5 separate regions of the Mus musculus genome follow, and regions 1, 3, 4 and 5 are each linked to region 2. The links are chromatin contacts, called in public promoter capture Hi-C maps. All regions are on one chromosome and are shown on one strand. Each heading gives the region's core, a stretch centred on a gene start, on an enhancer-like site or on the middle of the called end of the contact. The rest is flanking DNA. Distances are from core to core; before and after follow the strand shown. Region 1 overlaps Zfp654 (zinc finger protein 654). Region 2 holds the start of Nsun3 (NOL1/NOP2/Sun domain family member 3). Region 3 holds the start of Chmp2b (charged multivesicular body protein 2B). Region 4 has its middle 10 kb from the start of Gm33971. Region 5 holds the start of Cggbp1 (CGG triplet repeat binding protein 1).

Evidence for each region. Promoter capture Hi-C pulls out the DNA fragments that hold promoters and counts their contacts.
Region 1: a promoter capture Hi-C map of the HPC-7 cell line shows a contact between it and region 2, with 7 times the contacts expected there. The contact joins the enhancer-like site here to the promoter of Nsun3 in region 2. A contact is called at or near these places in 5 of 39 promoter capture datasets (the HPC-7 cell line, embryonic stem cells and liver).
Region 3: a contact with region 2 is called in a promoter capture Hi-C map of liver, with 5 times the contacts expected there. The contact joins the promoter of Chmp2b here to the promoter of Nsun3 in region 2. A contact is called at or near these places in 14 of 39 promoter capture datasets (the 3T3-L1 cell line, 3T3-L1-derived adipocytes, the C10 cell line and 9 more), 2 of 484 Hi-C or Micro-C datasets (B cells and CD4 T cells) and 3 of 115 datasets of contacts at active chromatin or transcription factors (astrocytes, pro-B cells and thymic regulatory T cells).
Region 4: a contact with region 2 is called in a promoter capture Hi-C map of pre-B cells, with 8 times the contacts expected there. The contact joins the enhancer-like site here to the promoter of Nsun3 in region 2. A contact is called at or near these places in 8 of 39 promoter capture datasets (the 3T3-L1 cell line, the C10 cell line, HPC-7-derived erythroid cells and 4 more), 4 of 115 datasets of contacts at active chromatin or transcription factors (acute myeloid leukemia, embryonic stem cells, epiblast stem cells and 1 more) and 2 of 9 other capture datasets (adipose tissue and liver).
Region 5: a contact with region 2 is called in a promoter capture Hi-C map of the HPC-7 cell line, with 4 times the contacts expected there. The contact joins the promoter of Cggbp1 here to the promoter of Nsun3 in region 2. A contact is called at or near these places in 15 of 39 promoter capture datasets (the 3T3-L1 cell line, 3T3-L1-derived adipocytes, the C10 cell line and 9 more), 6 of 115 datasets of contacts at active chromatin or transcription factors (astrocytes, cardiomyocytes, epiblast stem cells and 3 more) and 3 of 9 other capture datasets (adipose tissue, liver and pancreatic islet).

The regions. Positions count from the first base shown.
Region 1 is chr16:64,800,428-64,803,127 of GRCm38.p6, reverse strand. All of the region lies in intron 3 of Zfp654 (zinc finger protein 654), which reads left to right. Among named protein-coding and RNA genes, the nearest start is that of 4930453N24Rik, 31 kb to the right of the region's middle. Within about 2 kb of position 1,302, at least 36 of the 459 cell types and tissues checked have an H3K27ac peak or open chromatin away from gene starts, as enhancers often do. A contact at or near this core is called in the HPC-7 cell line, where this site is marked.
Region 2 is chr16:62,785,379-62,788,134 of GRCm38.p6, reverse strand. It overlaps Nsun3 (NOL1/NOP2/Sun domain family member 3), which reads left to right and starts at 1,419. Exons shown (of 6, transcript NM_178925.3): 1 at 1,419-1,464; 2 at 2,238-2,347. The coding sequence starts at 1,453.
Region 3 is chr16:65,561,354-65,564,053 of GRCm38.p6, reverse strand. Chmp2b (charged multivesicular body protein 2B) reads left to right here and starts at 1,292. Exons shown (of 6, transcript NM_026879.3): 1 at 1,292-1,579. The coding sequence starts at 1,546. It overlaps Gm36457 (predicted gene, 36457), which reads right to left and starts at 1,246. Exons shown (of 2, transcript NR_166048.1): 1 at 1,192-1,246; 2 at 535-1,087.
Region 4 is chr16:64,883,063-64,885,762 of GRCm38.p6, reverse strand. No RefSeq gene overlaps it. Among named protein-coding and RNA genes, the nearest start is that of Gm33971, 10 kb to the right of the region's middle. Within about 2 kb of position 1,287, at least 94 of the 459 cell types and tissues checked have an H3K27ac peak or open chromatin away from gene starts, as enhancers often do. A contact at or near this core is called in acute myeloid leukemia, adipose tissue, embryonic stem cells and 1 more, where this site is marked.
Region 5 is chr16:64,850,698-64,853,397 of GRCm38.p6, reverse strand. Cggbp1 (CGG triplet repeat binding protein 1) reads right to left here and starts at 1,397. Exons shown (of 3, transcript NM_178647.3): 1 at 1,162-1,397; 2 at 373-599. Zfp654 (zinc finger protein 654) reads left to right here and starts at 1,675. Exons shown (of 9, transcript NM_001347245.1): 1 at 1,675-1,931. The coding sequence starts at 1,746.

The DNA of each region.
Region 1 (2,700 bases), core at 53-2,552, 2.0 Mb before region 2:
TTCTGTCTACCTAAAATTGGAGTTTCTCAAATATAAGTTGTAAACTTTGTTTAAAATTTCCTGAATAAATTAGAGGGAATCTTTATTTTTTTATTTTTTGAGTTTATCATATGAGGATATCAGTTCCATATCTCCTCCAAGTTCTTCTGTGTTCCTGCAATTCTCTTTCAAATTCATTGACTCACCATCATCATCATCATTTTTATATAGTAGAAACAGCCCTACAGAATATATTTAGGTTTGCTGAGATGCACATGTGTTTGGGGCTAACTGCTTGGTTGTATCATAATGCATGTCTTGTTTAAATCATTACTGTTGAGATATTGTGGTTGTAGCTTCGCTGTCATGCCTAACCAACAGTATCTTACAGCAGGCATCCCTGCCCTGGGGCTCTTAGAGTCTTTCCATCTCTTTTTTTCTACAGTGCTCTCTGATCATTAGGTGTAGGAGATGAGTTAGTGGTGTGTACCCCACAATCATTTATTTTCTGCCTTTTTAACCAGTTGTGGATTTCTGTAATATTCTCTATCTGCTGCAAAAGATGTTTCTTTGATGAGTTGAGAGCTAATTTATCTGCGTGTAGAAAGATAAGTATTTAGACTGCAGTTAGAAATTATATTGGTTTAGGAAAATAACAGTCATCCATTCTCCTTTAGAATCTTTGACTTCTCCAGTCACGGGATGTTTATTTGACCAGGCATATATTCCTTTCTATTAAGTGGACCTTACATTAAACTAAGTGTCTGTTGATTTCCCCAAGATGAAAGTGTGACTATTGAACCACTGAGGATATCTGCTAGGCCTGTTGATGTTGAAGGAACCTTTATTTTTTTATGGCCAAATACAGCACATAATAATTTCTGTCTTAGTTTTGAGTTCCAGTAGTTTTTCTTTACCTTTACATATTATGTATTTCTCATAGGATGCACTTACCTCTTCATCATACAGATTAATACCTAATTAAATGACAAACTGTACAATGATGAAAAAAATAATTGTGCATTCTGGATGAGGGCCAGTCTTAGAGTTTTACTGCTGTGAACAGATACCATGACTAAGGCAACTCTTACAAGAGACAACATTTAAGTGGGGCTGGCTTACAGGTTCAGAGGTTCAGTCCAATGTCATCAAGGTGGGAGCATGGCAGCATCTAGGCAGGCATGATGCATGAGAAGCTGTGGGAGGGTTCTACATCTTCATCTGAAGGCTGCCAGAAGATTGGCCCCCACATGGTTAGGAGGAAGGTCCCATTGCCCACTCCCACAGTAACACACTTCCTCTAACAAGGCCATACTTCCTCCTAGTTAAATACCACTTCCTGAGCCAAGCATATTCAATCAGCCACAGGGTCTTAAGCAAACTACTCAGACAAGAAACTAGATGTGGGTGCTTGTCTGGGAAGGCAGTTAACTACAACAAAAAACAAATTACTGTAAAGAAGCAATCCCTAAAGTTGTTTTAAAATTCATACTTATACTTATGACTATGCTGTTCAACTTTTCAATTTTCAGAGTTAAGAATGTTGCAAATTAAGAACCCATGTTGAACAAACTAGATATCACAAGGGAGAAAAATCAGGCAGGCAGTGAACTCCTCTATTGTAACAAATTACAGAATTATCAATGACCATGGTTTATTTCAAGGGTAAATAGATTTAGTAAGGCATTAACCAAGCTGATAGAATATGAGAAAGGGCAACAGAAACAAATAATCCAAATACCTGGAAAACCAACTATATGTCTTTTATGCATACTGATCAAACAATTCACAGATATGTTCATTAAAGAATATATAATGACTAATCAAATAAGTCATAGAAAATTTTAAAAATTGTTATTATAGTTAGTGTAAATATTCTGTAATCTCCAGTTATTCTGGAAAAATGAAACAGAAGGTGAGAGGGGTGCATACAGCGGTGAAGAACTAAAAGCTTGGGTTTGGTTATTGAATGCATGGGGATCAGGAAGAGGAAGAATCGCTGTTTGAGGAATCTAGGTTGAAGCAACTGCCGTGTCCTTTCTAGAAGCAGTAATGATTGAGTGAAGAACAGAACGTAGGAAAATATAACTTTTGCTCTAGATATGTTGCATCTAGATGCTTAGAGAATATTTATATTTCAAGTTTTATTTTCCTAGGTATTTTTGTTTTTGTTTATAATTTAAGGTCACTCTTTCTCATTGGTACATCAAGTACTTGTTTCTCCTAAAACCAGAGACTTTCCATTAAAGCCTCAAAAAACCTAGCTATGGTCCATAGGTAGTGTACTTTGAAAAATTATCCTAAAGATTCAATTTGGCAAAGTTCTACTGCTGGTGTTCAAAACATTCTTCATGATGGTGATCATGGTGGTTGGAATGGCAAATGTCCCCCATAAACTCACATAGTCCCCAGCTAGTGGCACTATTTTGTGGGCGAGGCTATGGGACCATTAGAAGGTGTAGTGTTGTTAAAGGAAGTACCTTTCTGGGGGTGTGGTATTGGGGATGTACAGCCTCGCCCTACTTCCAGTTTGCTCTGTCTGTTTTCTACATGTGGTTGAAGATGTGATCTCTCAGCTTCCTGCTTAGGTTGTTTGTTGCCATGCCTCCCCCACAATTATGAACCCTCCCTCCGGAACCGTAAGTCAAGTAACCTTTCTTTTACAAGTTACTTTTGTCCATGGTGTTTTATTGCAGCAACAATAACTAGTATAGTGGTGTC
Region 2 (2,756 bases), core at 170-2,669:
CTAGTAGGTGCATTTTATAGTGAACATAGAAAATGCACAAAATCTCTGAATATAACAGCTAAAGAGTAAATGAATTACTTTTTCTCAAATATAGAACAGGTGTGTATTCATGTAGTCATTTGCATACCAATTATTTTATTTTATACTGAATCAAAATTCTAACACACTATAGATTACTGAGGAACTTACAAAAAAATAACAAACAAACAAAAAATAAAACCAACTAAGCTTTAAATCACATTCGTGTAGAAGACATTTCCTTTGTATAGGATTTGGAGAGTCCAGCACCTACCTATCGCATATCCTATACTGATACTTTGAGCATCGAGTGCCATCTCAACGTGAAGATGCCTAGTTACTATAGGAGACCAAATCATCTCTGAGACATTTCTGGTTTGTTACCAGAGAACAAGGCAAATGCTAATGAGTGGTTATTCCTAACAATGTCAACACTGATGCTTGAAGTAGGCCAGGGCCTTGGTGAGTCCTTCCTGGTCCTTGGGAGTGTGGTCTTAGTGCTTGGTGAAAACAGGTATTATTCAAGTACCAATGATGTGACAGTTCTTATATCAAAGTCCAGCCACCTATAATAAATCAGCCTATTTAAAAAACAAAATTGAAACTGGAAAGCAGAAAAAGGCCGTTTATTCAAGGTGACCACATTGGGAAGAGGAACAAAGACATCCAGTGGAACCCCGTACCCAACCTCCGCCCGTGTCTTTGGCCATTGTCATCCGGGTTCAATCTCACCCTGTTAGAAGACGCTCTGACATTTTAGAGCTGTTGGAAAGCTCTTTCCAGAAGACAAGTTTCCCTATGGCTGTCCCCTCTTTCCTTCTCTCAGCCTGATACTTTGGGTCCATTCTTTCAGAGGCTGATAGATGGAGACCTGAGCATGTCTGGAAATATCTGCATCCCTGTCGAGCTGGCTACAGAGCATGCTAACGGCCAGCCCTCAGCACATGCCCGCAGTCTCAGTGGGGGCAGTCGGTACTTCCGGTGTAACATTTATCACTTCCCAGTTTGAAGATAGAGTGACTCGGGCAAATGTAAGGAGAGGCGCGATTTAATCTTTCTACCGCTTTTCTCATCGCGGGGTTCGGTTTTGTAAACCAGCAATGCCTGTGCATCTAAAACACTGATACAGGTCTTCTCTCGACCCCATGAACAGAGACAGGAAGGGTGACTCTGTAAACCAGCACCCACACTCCACCCTTCGCTCGGGGTTCGCACCCCAGCAGCTCCGGAGTCCCCAGAGAGCTTTGGCTCCGCCTCTTGCAGGACCTGAGTCTCCCGCGAGATTTTTGTCTACAATCTCGCGAGACCGGAAACAGGAACTGCGAGCCAGCCCATCTGTGACCTCCTCGCAGGACCCGGAAGTATGGCGTTTCTTCGTGTTACCCCGCGCGAACTCTAGCGGAGACCCGTAGTTGGCGAGCTCAGGCGGGGACCATGCTGACTCGGGTGAGGCTCTGGCGGTCGAGCGCCCCGGGCTGAAGCCACCGAGAGGCAGGGTGGACTGGGATGGGACCCGCACTGCCCACAGCCCGGAACCGTGCTGAGTGTGTTCCTGGTGCTGCTGCTGTCCCGCGGGCCGGCGACATTGTCACTGCGAGCTTTCTCAGCCCTGGGTGCACCCCGGTGATGAGGGGAGAGCCAGAAAGTTGGGGCGATGCTTATTTCCGTAAATAAACTTTGGAATACTTTTTTCTTTACAGTCTTACTTTAAAAGACAAACAACAACAACAAAACTTTTATGGCTTCTGAATTTTTTTTTTTTTTAGCATAGATTCACCTCTAACACTTGGTAATTACCACTTCGAGAAAAACCATGAAATAATTTTGTTACAAGTAAGGAGTTGATCCAACGGCAGGAACTGACATTTTAAAAATCAGGAAGCCCCACTCCTGACTAGCTATTATTGGCAGTAGCTGGCTTGAGGCCGGGAGAGAGTTGTCTTTGGGGTATGGCTCCACACCCCCATGTGCATAACGACAGCACTAATTGTTCCCGAGTGGATTTTTTAAAAGGACATGAAGTTGGAAGGGGAACACACAGTGGGAGTCTGGGTGGAGTTGGAGTGGTGTGGAGACGTGTTTATTAAAGTATGTTGTAGACAGGTATGGAAGTCTCCACGAATAAGTAGAGATATAAAGAAAATTTAATGTCACTGTCAACTTTCAATAAATATGTGATATCACAGTGTGTTGTCAGCACCTTTTTCTTATCATCATAGCTGAAAGCAAAATCAGAGGGGAAGCTTGCCAAACAGCTATGCAGAGTTGTGTTGGATCAGTTTGACAAACAGTATTCGAAAGAACTTGGGGATTCCTGGAGTACAGTAAGGTCAGTATGGTTCGTCTCTTGATATTTTGTGAGAGGAAAGGGAAGTATGTAGCAAATACCTCCTTGAGAGTGGCACAGTCCAGGAGGGAGGAGGTGACTGTACATTTTATGTGTGAAGGAATCACCTGGCATGTAGAAATGTGGGGCAGATAGTAATGCCCTCTCAAGCACTTGGCTTTTATCTGTAAAATGGGGAGGCACCACATTTTAAAACAACGCTGTAATAAAAATCCTAACTTGGAAGAAATTTAACTTAATGAAATTCAGGTAATACCAAGTCCTTAAAGTCAGTGTTCCTCTATCTTAGCTAAAGTCAGGCTTTATTTGGCAATTATTGTCACCATGCCATCTGTATGTGGAGCACATGTGCACATGGACAGACCAATCTAAATAAGCCTAGCATGCATGA
Region 3 (2,700 bases), core at 43-2,542, 2.8 Mb before region 2:
TAAAAAAAAAGCAAATCTAATGATCGATCCCCAAAGCTTAAACATTCTTGAAAAACATTATTATGATCCTAAAATGAATCATAGTAACGTTTTAGAGTGACCCTGGCATTTGAAGTCATATCTATGAAAAAAATGCTATTACTACTCCTACTATTAAGTACTAATAATTGAACCAGGGCCAGACATATAATCATAAGTTCTACCATTGAATAACACATCTCGGGGTTCAGCAATTTTGGTATCTTTGTTTTTGTAGTAGTTGTTTCGAGACTGGGTTTGTCTGTGTAGCCTTGACTATTCTGGAACTCTCTATGTAGATCAGTCTGGCCTCGAACTCACAGCGATCTGCCTACCTTTTTTGCCTTCAAAGTGCTGGGATTAAATGCTCCCCCTGCCTGTCACTGTTTTGCTTTGTAATCCCATGAAAGGCATTGCTGCTAAACAGGGGATTCGCAGGGGAATATGTTCAAGACATAATTATGATTGTAAATAGAAATAATACATTAATCAGGAAGATGTATACATAGTCATGAATGATTATGATTTCCATATTTATTTTATACAGTCAAGAACTTAAATGACTGTCCTTTTTACAGGGTATGGAGACTTTTGGTATTAAATATCAACCAAGTGCTATGTAGCAATTTCATAGATTCACTGTGCAGCCATTTTTTGGTGTGTGACTGTGTGTCTTTTCCTCCGCATTTATGTGACACCTAAACAAGTTGGGTTCTAAGCAAGAACACAAGTATCAGCAGCCTTTCTTGTTCCAAGTCAGGAGCATTAAACAATAGTGTGGCATTAGAATTCGCTTGTCACTCCTCTCCTGGACAATCTCTGAACCCCAGATCCCCAGGGACAGAAGCAGGCTGGTGGAAACACCAGAAACCGGGTGGTAGGTGAAGATGGGTCCCGCAAGAGGCAGCCAGGAGTCAGGTAGCATCAGGGCAGTCTGGGAAGATCACCTGGGACAAGCCTAGCAGGGCATCCCCTAAGGCCTTTGCATTGATCGCTTGGGAGTCCTACTGTCAATCAGTCTCAGGTCCGCAGTCCACCACACATCCCCAGGATCCCTAATTCCAACAACCTGGAACAACAAGGAAGGCGTGGATCAGGTTTCACTCTTGCCCGAGGTCAGCACAGAAACCAAGCGAGCATCTTGCAGACTCACGCGCCGCCAGCCTTGCCAACCTAGGTCCGGACGGGTCGCAACGGAAAGCAGGGAAGAGCGGGCAGCCTTTGAAGTGAGGGCACCGCTGCGGCTTCAGAGGCGCAGTGCGCAGGCGTGCTCGCAGACTGCGCACGCGCCGCCTAGAAGTGACTTCTCCAAAAAAGTGTCTTAGTTCCCGGTCACCTGAGCACCCAGGACGCGTTCTCGGGAGCCTCGCGGAGCCACGCCCGCCGCAGGTCGAGCTTGGAGACCCCGTCCTCCTCCTCCCGCCGCTGCCAGGCTTCTCCGGGATCCGTCCTTCTACCGGTCCTGTTCCCAGAACCGGGCCGGACCGAACCGGGCCGAGCTGGGCCGCCCGGGCGCGGCCGCTCACCATGGCCTCCCTCTTCAAGAAGAAGACTGTGGACGGTGAGTTCGGGGCCAGGCTCACCCGCCCGGGGTCTCTGGGGAGCTCCGGCCTCGGATCGGGTGCTGTCCCCCGAGGTGGGCCCGTGTCGGAGGCCCCACAGGTGACCATGGCTGCGTGACTCCGGCTCCACTGGCTTACCTGGCCGGCTCGCCCTCCTGACTGCCCTCACCCCACCCTCGTTTTTCTCCCCCCACCCTCGCCCGCCCCACTCCGGAGAGGATTTCTGAGCTTTCTAGGGAGGCAGACCAGTGCTGGCTCTCGGGTGTCATTAGACTTGGCGAGTTGATGAATTTCATGGTAGTTTTTTTCCCTGCTCGTTGGCTGCTCCTTCCGTGAAGACGCCGCACTTCCTGACATCCGAAAGGGATGTGTGTTTACTAGGGGACAAGGCAGGAGGTCACAGCGGGCCCACTTAGGAAATAAACTTGGGGCCAGGCTGGCTGTATTTTTACAAACACCTAGCGTTACACGTAAGAAAGACTCCAGCAGAAAAACCTAAGCCCAAGGGAAGGGTCCCGGTATAGTTTTTGCATAGTGCAGATTTTTCCTTTATGGTTATCTTCTGTCAACGAAAGTGAGGGTGGTGTAATTTTCATAGAAGTTCGCGTTTTTAAAAACACATTGTTTCAGGTGGCTTAGTGCCATCTTGTGATGAGGGAAATACTGGACGTATTGGAATGTACAAGTTTGGTAGCATTCACAGGCTGTGCTGTAGTGTGTATGTTATACGCGGCTGTCCCAGGTATTACATTCCCACCAAGTAATCTAAAAATTGCTTTTCATTGCATGTCGAGCCCAGGTTGCTGTTGCTTCAGCCAAATAATCATTCCTTTGTAAGGAAGGGTCTAGCCCAGCCACACAAGGAGCAGGGGCAGCTAGACTGTGATTGGTACAAACCCAGAGCTCAGCCCTGAGTTGGGGTAACTCCTTCATTTCTTTGTGTTCACTGTTCTAGTGCCAGATTTGGGGGGAGGATAACAAAGACACCATCTCTACCCTGCTACATGGCCTTTCATTTCCACACAGGATGCCATTTTATCCCTCATTTGTAAGACAGCAGAGTGCAGTTTTGCTTCTTCTGAGTGACTTTTTAAATTTTTGTTTTTTGTTTTTTTTTTTT
Region 4 (2,700 bases), core at 38-2,537, 2.1 Mb before region 2:
TCACATACTATTATTATTTGAAAAGACTCTGGTGGGGCTGGTGAGATGGCTCAGCAGTTAAGAGCACTGACTGCTCTTTCAGAGGTCATAAGTTCAAATCCCAACAACCACGTGGTGGCTCAAAACTATCTGTAATGAGATCTGATGGCCCCTTCTGGTGTATCTGAAGACAGCCACAGTGTGCTTAGATATTATTAAGCAAAGGAAGGAAGGAAGGAGAGAGAGAGAGAGAGAGAGAGAGAGAGAGAGAGAGAGAGAGAGAGAGAGAGAGAGAGAGAGAAAAGAAAAAAACTATTTTTTTCTGTGAGGTCACAGAAGCCTGTGACAAACGGCTCACAAGGGTGCTATTAACATATCAAAGGGCATATCAAAGGCCAGCTCTTCCAGGATAATCTGTACTTGTGTCTCCTCCCACCCTGCCCCCTACACTAAGCATCTCCCTCCCAAGGGCTGACCTTCAGCTTCCTTTCTCCTAGCCAGATCCTGTATCATTCAACCATTTCAGCCTCACAGCTCTCTGAGTCTCTTGGGCCAGGCTGCTTCTCTTGGCCGGTGGCTCCTCTCTTTCCCCCTAGCCCTCTCCTCTCTTCTCATGGTCCAACTTAGTCTGTCGCCCATCATGTTTAGCCTGGACTCTTCCCTCTACCTACTACTATCTCCCTAACATCTACAATAAAAATCTTCACCATACTTTTGAGATACTTATTTCTCCCTTTTATTTCGTCTTTTTTCATTCCACGAAGAAGAAAAGGAAATGAGTAATATTAACTGTTTTATACAAACAATATCAAAGGTAGAAGTGTACAAAAATGGTATTGACTCAGGACCCCCAGGACCAAATGCTTGGCACAAAGGAGATTTATTTTTTCCAGAGATACAAGGTTAGGGCATAGAAGACACGGGAGAAGGGGAAGGGAACAAGGAAGAGGAAGCTGGTGACAAATGACTGCCTCTGGATAGAGAGGAGACAGATGCAGCATATAGGAAAATGATGGTTTGTTTATAGAGGCAAAAGGGTAAACCCTGTGTTAGGAGGGGGTGATTAATTTTAATTGGGCACGTTAACTGGGGGAGCCTACTGGGGCTTTTGACTGCTGGACTTTAATACTTTGATAGACCTTGGCATTCAGCCCCAAGAGGAGGAAGTGGCCAAATAAGGGAATAGACCTTGGTGGTTAGCTTTAGGAATGTAATCTAACGGATTTTAGCAAGGCAGAGGGAGTGGGGAGGAAAAGGGCAAGGCCAGGCAGAGCCAAGTTTGCTGTGCTGGGGTTGGCGTGAGTACCTTCAGGAAGGGCAATAAAATGTTGAAATTGTGACAGTAAGGTTTCTAAGGCAGACTAACTACAGTGTCAGCCCTGCTGGAAAAGAATGGACAGAATGTGGGGGCTGAAAGAGGGCTAGGGTAAGGGTCTTCTGTGACCGTTCTGTAAGGGAACATACGTGGTGTTAGGTTGGAACTTCCCAAAAGCACAACCTGAACCTAGAATTTGAACAAACACATTTTAATTTGTTTAAAATTAAACAAATTAAAGAACATCAGAAGAGAACATCAGCTGAAAAATGCAGAAGTGAGACGTGTGGAAAGGAAGAAGGAAGACAGGAGGTACATCAGTGAGTTCATTTGTCACTGTGACAAAGTACCTCCCATCACCACCTTAAAGGGGTACAATCTGTTTGCCCTCACTATTTACAGGGCTTGCTTTGCACTTACGGAGGCAGAGCATTGTAGCACAGCAGACTTGCTCCTTTCTTGGCAGCTGGGAAGGAGAGAGAGACAGCAGAGTCTAGGCTGAAGATAAAGCTGTTGTATGGACAGGCTTTCCAGGACCTGCTACGTTCATCGTGGCCCCGTCTCCTTCCTCCCAAGGATACCATCAATTCATGACTCTCTCTCTCTTTCTTTTTCTTTTTTAGTGAGATGTATAGAGTAGTTTTTGTATACTATGAATACAAACTCTTATGATTTACAAATGTTTCTTTCTCATTCTATTGTTATTGTTGAAAGGCAGAGTCTTTTTTTTTGGTCTTTTTTTTTTCTATTTATTTATTCATTTATTTTTATTTTATTTTTTTATGGAATCATAATTTTAATAAGTATACTCTTGAATGTTTCACATTGTTTTCAGTTTTTTTAATTAATATTTTTTATTACATATTTTCTTCAATTACATTTCCAATGCTATCCCAAAAGTCCCCCATACCCTCCCCCCCACTTCCCTACCCACTCATTCCCATTTTTTTTGGCCCTGGCGTTCCCCTGTACTGGGGCATATACAGTTTGCGTGTCCAATGGGCCTCTCTTTCCAGTGATGGCCGACTAGGCCATCTTTTGATACATATGCAGCTAGAGTCAAGAGCTCCGGGGTACTGGTTAGTTTATAATGTTGTTCCACCTATAGGGTTGCAGATCCCTTTAGCTCCTTGGGTACTTTCTCTAGCTCCTCCATTGGGAGCCCTGTGATCCATCCAATAGCTGAATGTGAGCATCCACTTCTGTGTTTGCTAGGCCCCGGCATAGTCTCACAAGAGACAGCTATATCTGGGTCCTTTCGATAAAATCTTGCTAGTGTATGCAATGGTGTCAGCGTTTGGAAGCTGATTATGGGGTGGATCCCTGGATATGGCAGTCTCTAGATGGTCCATCCTTTCGTCTCAGCTCCAAACTTTGTCTCTGTAACTCCTTCCATGGGTGTTTTG
Region 5 (2,700 bases), core at 148-2,647, 2.1 Mb before region 2:
GCAACTTCCACAAGTACTCTACACCTATGAAATAAAACCATTCTAGTAACAATTAAAGCTGTTATGAAAAACTAGGGGTGCAGTTAGAATTTTTCTTTGACTGCAAACTTACAGAAATGGGATCTGCAATTCTTGTGCCACGTGAAGCCTGAACTTTCCTGATCTTTTCTCTTGAAAGGTCTATTCTTGATACTGCCAATGAAAATAACCACCTCATAGAGGCGAGGAGGTTGGTTACGTGTAAAAGTGTTTCCAGAAGTCAGAAATATTTTAAACAAATGAGGAAGTTAAGATAGAGCACCCAGGGAACAAAAGCGAAACAGCCATTTACTACAGCAAAAGTAAACTGAGTTTTCAAGTCGAAATACTCACCAGCTTAATTTCCAGTCGGGTTTTTGTTTGTTTGTTTGTTTTTCCTTGATATTAAGTAGTGACAGTTTTCTGGATGCAAAACCACAGACGCATCCAATCCGAGCGACTTCGCGTTCGTTCAGACCCCGGAGACGCCTTCGACTCAGTTTTTCAACAGGTGGTGGTGGGGAAACAGTTCCTGGGCTTGCACCCTATTTTCCCGGTGGCGCCGGGAAGTCATGTCTTTACTGTAAAACACAAAAAACAAACAGAAAGGGAAGATGGTGGAGGGGCGGGAAAGGCAGGGCGCAGGCCCGCGGCAGAGCGGCTCGGGCCACGCTCTGCACACAGGTGTCTGTCTCTCTCCGCCTTCCGTGCGCGATCCCGAAGCTCCAGCCAGCCCCACGCCAGCTCGGCTCGCACGCCCCGGGGCGGGTGGCCCGGCGGCCCGCGCGCTCCGCAGGCCCGAGGCTCCGGTGGGGGCGGGGAAGGCGGGCGCGGGCCGCCGGACGTCTAGACAGCCTCCTCCCGCCGCGCCGGCCGAGGTGGCGCCCCGGCGCCGCGACCCCGCCTGCGGGCCGGGGCCGGGGCCGAGGCCGCGTCCCAGCCGCCCTCGGAGGGCCCCGGAGAAGTCCGCCGCACCGCCGCCGACTCCGTGGCTGTCCCCGGGGAGGGGGCGGCGGGCGCCGGCCGAGGCCGTCGCTGTCAGGCTGGCCCGGCTCCTTCCTCCTCCACCTCCGGCCCCGCCCCCGGTTCCCTCGCCCGGCCCGAAGGCCTGGGCTCGCCGCCCGCACCAACGGCCAAGCCCACCTTCCGCCTTCCCAGCTCTTCGGGACCGTAGGAGCGGGCCGCCGTTAGGGGAAGTGCACGAGCCCTCGCCAGGAAGGAAGAGAGGAGGAAGAAAGGGCAGAGCAACGGGATGAAGGAGATCCCGTTGCGGCCGCCGCTGCTTCCGCCGCTGCTTCAGCCGCTGCTCCTGCCGCTGCCACCGCCGTCGCCGCCGCCCGAGCGAGCTCCGCCGCGGCCGCCGTGTCCCCTGCCGCGCCCCGTCCTCCGGCGCGCCCTATGGCAGGGCTCGTAGGCGGTCCTCAGCAACCGCCGAGTAGTGTGGACCAACAGATGGCAGGCCTGGCAAACAGACGGCTAGTGTAACCAATAGGAAGGTAGGGCGGGCATGCCTATGATTGGCGGTGTCCTTCCTCCAGTGAAAACTGGGGGCGTGGGTGGGCGGAGCCGGAAGTAGAGCCCAGGCGAGTAGCCCTGTCCGGCTGGGGCGGAGGGAAAGGGGGAGGGAACTAGAGGAGGAGGAGGAGGTTAGCTGAGGCAGCGGCGGCGGCAGCGGCGGCGGCGGCGGCGGCGCAGGGGCTGGGTACGCGCTGGGCGGCGAGAGCCTCATGGCGGAGGAAGAGAGCGACCAAGAGGCCGAGCGCCTCGGAGAAGAGCTCGTGGCCATTGTGGAGTCCCCCCCGGGCCCAGTGGGGCTCCTAGCTGCGGGCGACGGCAGAGGGGGGGCCGGCGGCGGCGGCTGTGGCGGCGGCGTCGGGATCAGCAGCCGGGATTACTGCCGACGCTTCTGTCAGGTGAGGCGCCCGTCGGCCGCTCCGACTTGTCACTGGGCTCCCGGGCCTCTGCGTGGCTCCTGGCCTGCTGGCCCAGGTCTCTGCGTCGTGTCCGGGACCGGTCCTCCGGCGGGACGGAGAGGGAGTCTGGGAAGCCCCGGTCCCCTCTCTGCACCGCTCCGAGCTCGGCGATGGGGACGACGGGGAGTGGGGTTGGGGGTGACTTGCGGACTTGGAGGTGAGGAGAAAGTGAGTTTGTCGCGGCGGCGGTGGTGGTGGTGGGCTGGGAGCTGGACGGTCAACTGGAAAGCACCCCGTCCTGACATGCCTGTGCCTCCCTGCAGACCCTCTTCGTACCCCAGGGTCCCGCCTTTCTCAGGTTCACTACCCGGTCCCTCTCACTTCTGCTGGGCTCTCCCGTCTTTCTCTGTTACCCAGGTTCCCCCGCATTCTCTTTTTCAGAGACGCCAAGCATGCTATCACCCCACTGCCTGCCCTCCTGTCATCGCCACCCCTCCCCCTCTGCTAGGGTCGCCTGTCATTCCCTCACTAGGTCCCTCTGGACCAGTTCTTCCGTTGGCCTTGGCACTGTCCCACCGTTAGCTACTCCCCTCCCCCACCAGGTGTGTGTGTGTTGGGAGGGGGGGTGTTTTCCGTGTGGAACCTTATAGGAGTGATTGTCATCTTTCCCTTTTTTTGACCCCCTTCTCTGACAAGCACACTGTTTCCTAATTGTCTGACTACAGAGAAAGTCGTTTTTCCTGAAACTATTGCCCTCGTTACACCACCC